2 separate regions of the Zea mays genome follow, and region 1 is linked to region 2. Evidence: chromatin contacts called from public Hi-C data. All regions are on one chromosome and are shown on one strand. The core of a region is the stretch at or near the end of the contact, and the rest is flanking DNA. Distances in the headings are between cores, read along the strand shown. Region 1 holds the start of LOC100501637. Region 2 holds the start of LOC100275521.

Evidence for each region. A called contact is a pair of places that touch in the nucleus more often than the background predicts.
Region 1: a Hi-C map of leaf shows a contact between it and region 2, with 4 times the contacts expected there. The contact joins the promoter of LOC100501637 here to the promoter of LOC100275521 in region 2. A contact is called at or near these places in 7 of 25 Hi-C or Micro-C datasets (ear, endosperm, leaf and 2 more).

The regions. Positions count from the first base shown.
Region 1 is chr2:199,604,416-199,607,115 of Zm-B73-REFERENCE-NAM-5.0, forward strand. It overlaps LOC100501637, which reads right to left and starts at 1,422. Exons shown (of 5, transcript NM_001323345.1): 1 at 1,132-1,422; 2 at 1-280. The coding sequence starts at 248. It overlaps LOC103647585 (a long non-coding RNA gene), which reads left to right and starts at 2,551. Exons shown (of 2, transcript XR_562923.3): 1 at 2,551-2,700.
Region 2 is chr2:199,470,612-199,473,417 of Zm-B73-REFERENCE-NAM-5.0, forward strand. It overlaps LOC100275521, which reads left to right and starts at 1,295. Exons shown (of 8, transcript NM_001149580.2): 1 at 1,295-1,464; 2 at 2,036-2,142; 3 at 2,354-2,391; 4 at 2,483-2,565; 5 at 2,678-2,786. The coding sequence starts at 1,390. It overlaps LOC100192865 (proteasome subunit beta type), which reads right to left and starts at 1,212. Exons shown (of 6, transcript NM_001138054.1): 1 at 880-1,212. The coding sequence starts at 992.

The DNA.
Region 1 (2,700 bases), core at 172-2,671, 130 kb after region 2:
TGGCCCAGCTGGATCCTGTCGCTCAGGATGAGATCGTGCTGCTCCTCTGGCAGGGAGACGTAGGTCGCGTGGGACGAGTCCGACACCTTGAGGTAGAACCCTCGGTTGGTGAAGAGGTCGCTCCCGGCGAGGGCCGGCACGATGCTGACCACCTGGAGGAGCGAGGACCGGTGCTCGCCGCCGACTTTCACGCCCGTGTTCATGTGCTGCAGGAGCTTCACCAGGACGCCCGGCACCAGCGAAGCCATTGTCGCGGATGCGGATCCTTGAGCGCATCACTCTGCAATGCATTTGTCCAACAGCGCGATTGATTGGTTGGTTGTCATCATCGTCTTTCACGTCAAAAAGCACGTACGGGACAAGTTGGAACGAAAACAAGAAAGAAGAGGTAAAAATCCGGCAGGCAACCTCGCAGTTCCTAACGAAAGTGGAGTGAGACCAGCACCCCCTGACCCTCAGGCCCTGAATGCAGTGAAAGGATGCGACTTTTTTCGCGGATGTTGTTCATGTGCAGAAACCTGGCATTTACTCATACGGCACCAAGAAATCGCCGCACGGTGATTCGGGTACGGGCATGGGACCTTAAAGAATTGCACGGAGACAAGACGGCGATTCCAGAAAAGACACGGATGAAGGAAATCGAACAGAAACCCTATTGAAGATGAACACTACTGTAACTGCAGTTCATTGACAGAAAGCACAGAACCCTCCTGAATGGGCGCGGCACGGGAGGCTGTGCTCGAAATGCCCGCTCGAAATGCGAACTACAGAGGCAGTACGCCGCGTCGCGTGGGGGAATACATGTCTTCGCTTGTAAAGGAAACGAAGTGAGCTCGGTCCAGTCCGAAACATGCTCAACAGACAGACACCACACGAGAGGCTCTGCACTGCACACCAGTAGCAGAAGAAGTCACCATGGCGGTGGTCCTGTGTGGCGTCGTCCCCGAACCAAACTTTACCCTCGACAAAGAAAATCTTGAGGAAAGTACCACCGCTGGTTGCCCTAGCGTCGGTATCGTGCAAACGCAAAGCCAGAACCGCAGAAGCAGAGCGCTCGGAGAGGAAAGGGAAGGCCAACAAAATCATGGAGCAGGGGGGAGGAGGAGGAGGAGGAATCGGGGGGACGCGAACCTCGCGGCGGAAATCCGGGCGCCCAGTGGGTTCTTCACTTCTTCTCCGCTCTCCTTGTGTGGGCGCACGGAGGGGGGCAAAGGCTGGCTCGGATTGGAGCAAAGCAGGCCGGGCTCGTGGGACACGCAGCTCCGCGCTGCTGCGACGCGGGAATGCCGGCCGAGGGCCGAGGCCGCGCGCGTCAGTCGTCACATCCAGGAAAAACAAGTCAAAGGGTCCTCACCCGCTCCGCGGTCTTCACTCGTTGCCCCCTGGCTGTGGCTGCGTTGGGCTGTGGTGTGGACTGTGGAGACTGGGGGTGGGTGCCCAATCCCAATCCCAGGCGGCAGTAGTAACCGTAGCACGCAGCTGACGAAGCGGACGCATCCTGACACTGTGGTGCGTGCACTGCAGCAGCACAGGCACAGGCACAGGCAGCCACCCGTCGTGGGCGGCCTTGCGTGGTGTGCAATAGCCAGTAGGTGCCTAGGTGGTGGTGCCTGGGTGGGGTGGTGGTGCGGCGAGCCGTTGCCTTCCTCGGGACAAGGGGTGTGTGGAGAGGAGGTTCCGTTCCGTTCTTTATTCACGCCACCGTTGTTTATTTATTATCCCCTCTCGAAAAAGTGAGGCGCGCAGAAAAACCGAGGAAACCTAACCCTGCCCGTGATTTTGCACAACCAACAGCAGTGATGGGTATGGATGGATTCCGAAGAGTAGCCGGTCCTGCCGCCGCCACCGATTGAATTGAATTGATTAGCGACGGCGACGGAACACGAAGCCGGCGAGTGATTGGCACCCCGTAACCACCCCCCCCCCCCCCCCGCGTAATGCCGCTAGATTAATCAGCCGGTACTGCGTGCTCATCGGCCGCGGCGAAGCAGTCCTCCAATGAAGCGCCCGTTAGGGGTCAGCAGCAGTATGGGATACAATAGAATAGAATCACGTGACGTTGGATGACCTTGTGCCTGGCCAAATGCCAAGGAGATGCTACGCACGCCTGACGGTACAAAGAGCAAGGAAAGATTCGGACCCTTCCCTGTTCTCGAGCGAGCGTCCATCTCTAGGCCTCTAGCGCCGGCAAATCAAGAACAACGCAACGACGAGCCCTGGTAGCCGAGCAGACAACATTGAAAACATTCCGCCTCCGGCCTCATCAAGCTTGCTATAGTGACTATATATATATAGTCACTATATATATATACTGCATTTGAACAGTGTCTGAACGGGGATAGCCGACTGAACAATGGAGGTTTGCATTCATTGAACCTGGGCCATGGCTAAGCTCTGGTGAAGCCTGAGCCTGACCAATGGATAGCCAAGCGACCGGACAACCAGTCCGGTGGCCTCGACACGACTCTGGGCACATCGAGTTGCTGTGCTGTATAAGGAGGGCACATTGGACAATGGCATATTGATTTACAATTAAGTTCCCTCAGGCTATGTTCGGTTGGTCCGGGATCGACAGGGATTACGGTCCAATCCACGTGGATCATCCCGGCGTGTAAAGTTTCCCGGCCCACGCTTAAAATTGTGTTCGGTTAGCCCACCTGGTATCCTTTTCCCGTCTTTTCCCGGCCATTTTCATGAAGT
Region 2 (2,806 bases), core at 45-2,544:
AGGAGGAAATCATGTGAACCGATAAACTTATCAAAAGTGAAAGCATCAAAATAATAGAACTATAGATGAGTTGAATAGAAGTGCCACACTACAAGAAGCTTGGAAACCATCCTGAAAAAAAAAATCAAGCAAACAATTCCATGTTGCTTTAGCAGAGAGGCCAACACAAAGGTAGACAAAGACTACACTCCGGTTGTACACTTCGGACATAGCATACGGTAAAAATCTGGTTGTACACTTTCCGTAAAAGCATACAGACCAAGTAAATTAAGTTCAATTCTAATTTAAATGATGTTATTGTCATAACAGTAGCTCTTGTTTGCCAATTCATACACTGGATCAATACCTGGAGACAGGAAAATGGGGGGAAACTAATGGTCACACCCACTTAAAAACCCCATGGGTCTTCCAATTTTATTCCGACCTATTTCGTAACTAGTGTTAAATGCCACTACTCAACCATATGCACAATAACGTGTAATCCCCACAAGCTAAACAACATCGAAGCATCCCGGCTGACAATTGAATTATTAACCTTAATCCCTAGCAGCCCACGTTAGGGACAGTACAATTGAACCATTAACCTTAATCCCTAACAGCCCACGCGGACCCAATGAACAAAAACCTATTTTTTTTCGCAAAAAGGTTTCATCGCGGGGGGCAAAAAAACCCTACCCGATGGAAGATGAGAATTTTACTATCCGTGTTAAATCACCCTAAACAACTAACAGTCCACCGCAAAATTTGCTCAAATCTTAGCCCGAAGAAAGTGGGGCAAAGTAACGCAGAACCGCGATCTGAACCGCGACCGGAAGCACCGAAATCTTCACCCAAAGGAGAAGTCGCGATCTGAACCACAACATAAGACGACAGACTTACTGCGTCCGCTGCGTCGCGCCTCCCCCTGCCGCCGCCTGGCTCCCGCCCGCGGGGTGGGATCCCGCCGGAACGTTAGGGCCACTGCCGCCGATCGTTTTGGAGAAGCCGTCCATGACGCTGAGCACGGAGGTATTCTAGATGGGAGAGATCTCGATGGGAGACGGTGGCGTTCGCCGGTCGATGCGTGGGTTAACCGCGCTCGGGATCGAGGGTGCCGAGAAACGAACAAAGGGAGCAGCAATGGCGGCGGCCTGGTGTTAAGAGGTGACCTTTTTCTTTCTTGCAACCGAAGCCGAAGAGGAGAGCGCCACCTATGGGTTGAGATCCAAGCCGGCTGGGCTGGGTCTCGTGGGCTAGTATATGAAAACCAACGGCTAGGATGGATTAAGAAGCGAGACAACATCAGGTCAACCGTCCGATCCCCTCAGAGCTAGGAGTGGGGACCAGGGGAGCTGGGAGTTTGCGGCTTCAGCTGCTGCTGCGAGCCTGCGACCTCCGAGGCGGAGCTCAATGGAGTTATCCACTCCCGTCGGGAGCTCCCTTGCTAGAACTGCGACCATGGCCCTCGTTAGCCCCAGCTTCAAGGTAAGCAACTCCCTTAATCGGACGCTTCACTTCTCTGCGTGGTTGCAACTTGCAAGGATAATCTCGGTTGCAGTAACACTTTCTGGGCAGTTATGCTAGAATAGTTCAGATTAGGCTAAGATATTTTGGCCATATCTTGGTCTGGTCCACAGCTAAAGTCTAGTTTTGGGTGGGCACTTTGCTGCCTGTTTCTTCTCGGATTTGGGAAGAAAATTAGGGTTCAGTCTTCACTTTTCAGTGATCATTTTGCTCGTGGGATCGTGTGTACAATGACTCAAGGAGGACTTTAACTGAGTTCTGAGTTTCAGAGATTTTGGTATGTACAATCAAATTCGGAGAGCGGTACTGATATCATTTTATTGAGCTCTAGTGAAAGGCTTATATGAGTCTAAAACATGTTCCGACTTCAGAAAGTCAAATGTTGTTGCAAATTCATTATGTATGGCACTTTGTTTGAGAAGATTACTGAATTTAGCCTTGCATCATCTAACTTTTCATCTCGTAGTATTACTTTTCCTTATTTAGCTCTTCTCTTGAGAAATTCGGTCTGAATATGCAGTTTGTCCTGCAGATAACCAATCAAATGTGTGCCAGGGGTATGCCACTTGAATGCCAATTTCCTCATAGGCTACCATCTGTAGCTTGTTCAATGTTGTTAAACACACAACCTTCACAACGGTAGGTTGTTTTTGGTGCCTTCTACTTTTTCTATTGGTATACACAGTTCTTTTTACCTCAAAACTATAGTTAGGGATGATTTGTAATGACGAAAATAGTGATTGTTGCCTAATCTATTTCTATTATGCTACAACGTATCATGGAGTTGATGTCCAGTGCATAATGGTAATGAGTTAATCCTTTGGAATTGCTTATATAATTTCTCTTGCAGAACCAACCATAAAGATTGTGGTTTGCTTCAGGTGCAATGTACGACTTTTCTTCTTATCAATTCCTTGAAACTGTGTATGTTCTTAAAATCCTTGTGTATTTGACATCAGTCAATAATTTGAATTGTCAGGTACAGAAAACCTTATGCAGTCGCCAGTATCTTTCAGTGACTTCTCTGTTTCAGTGTGTGCTCAAGAGGATGGTCTGATAAAGGTTAGCTAAAATTTCACGGTCATCTCTGTGTGGAAGGTGTCAATGAATCCTTAACAGTTTTGACCAATGTCTTCTTGGTTTTATCTTTCCATTGCCTTTCTTACAAATGCAGCTACAGGTAAATGTATCTGGCACAATGACAGATTCTATCTTTGAGAAAGTTTTCACAAAGAATGTTGCCGCCGCTCAACCCCTTCCCGGCTTTCGACGAATGAAAGGAGGTATACTTCTAAAACTTTTA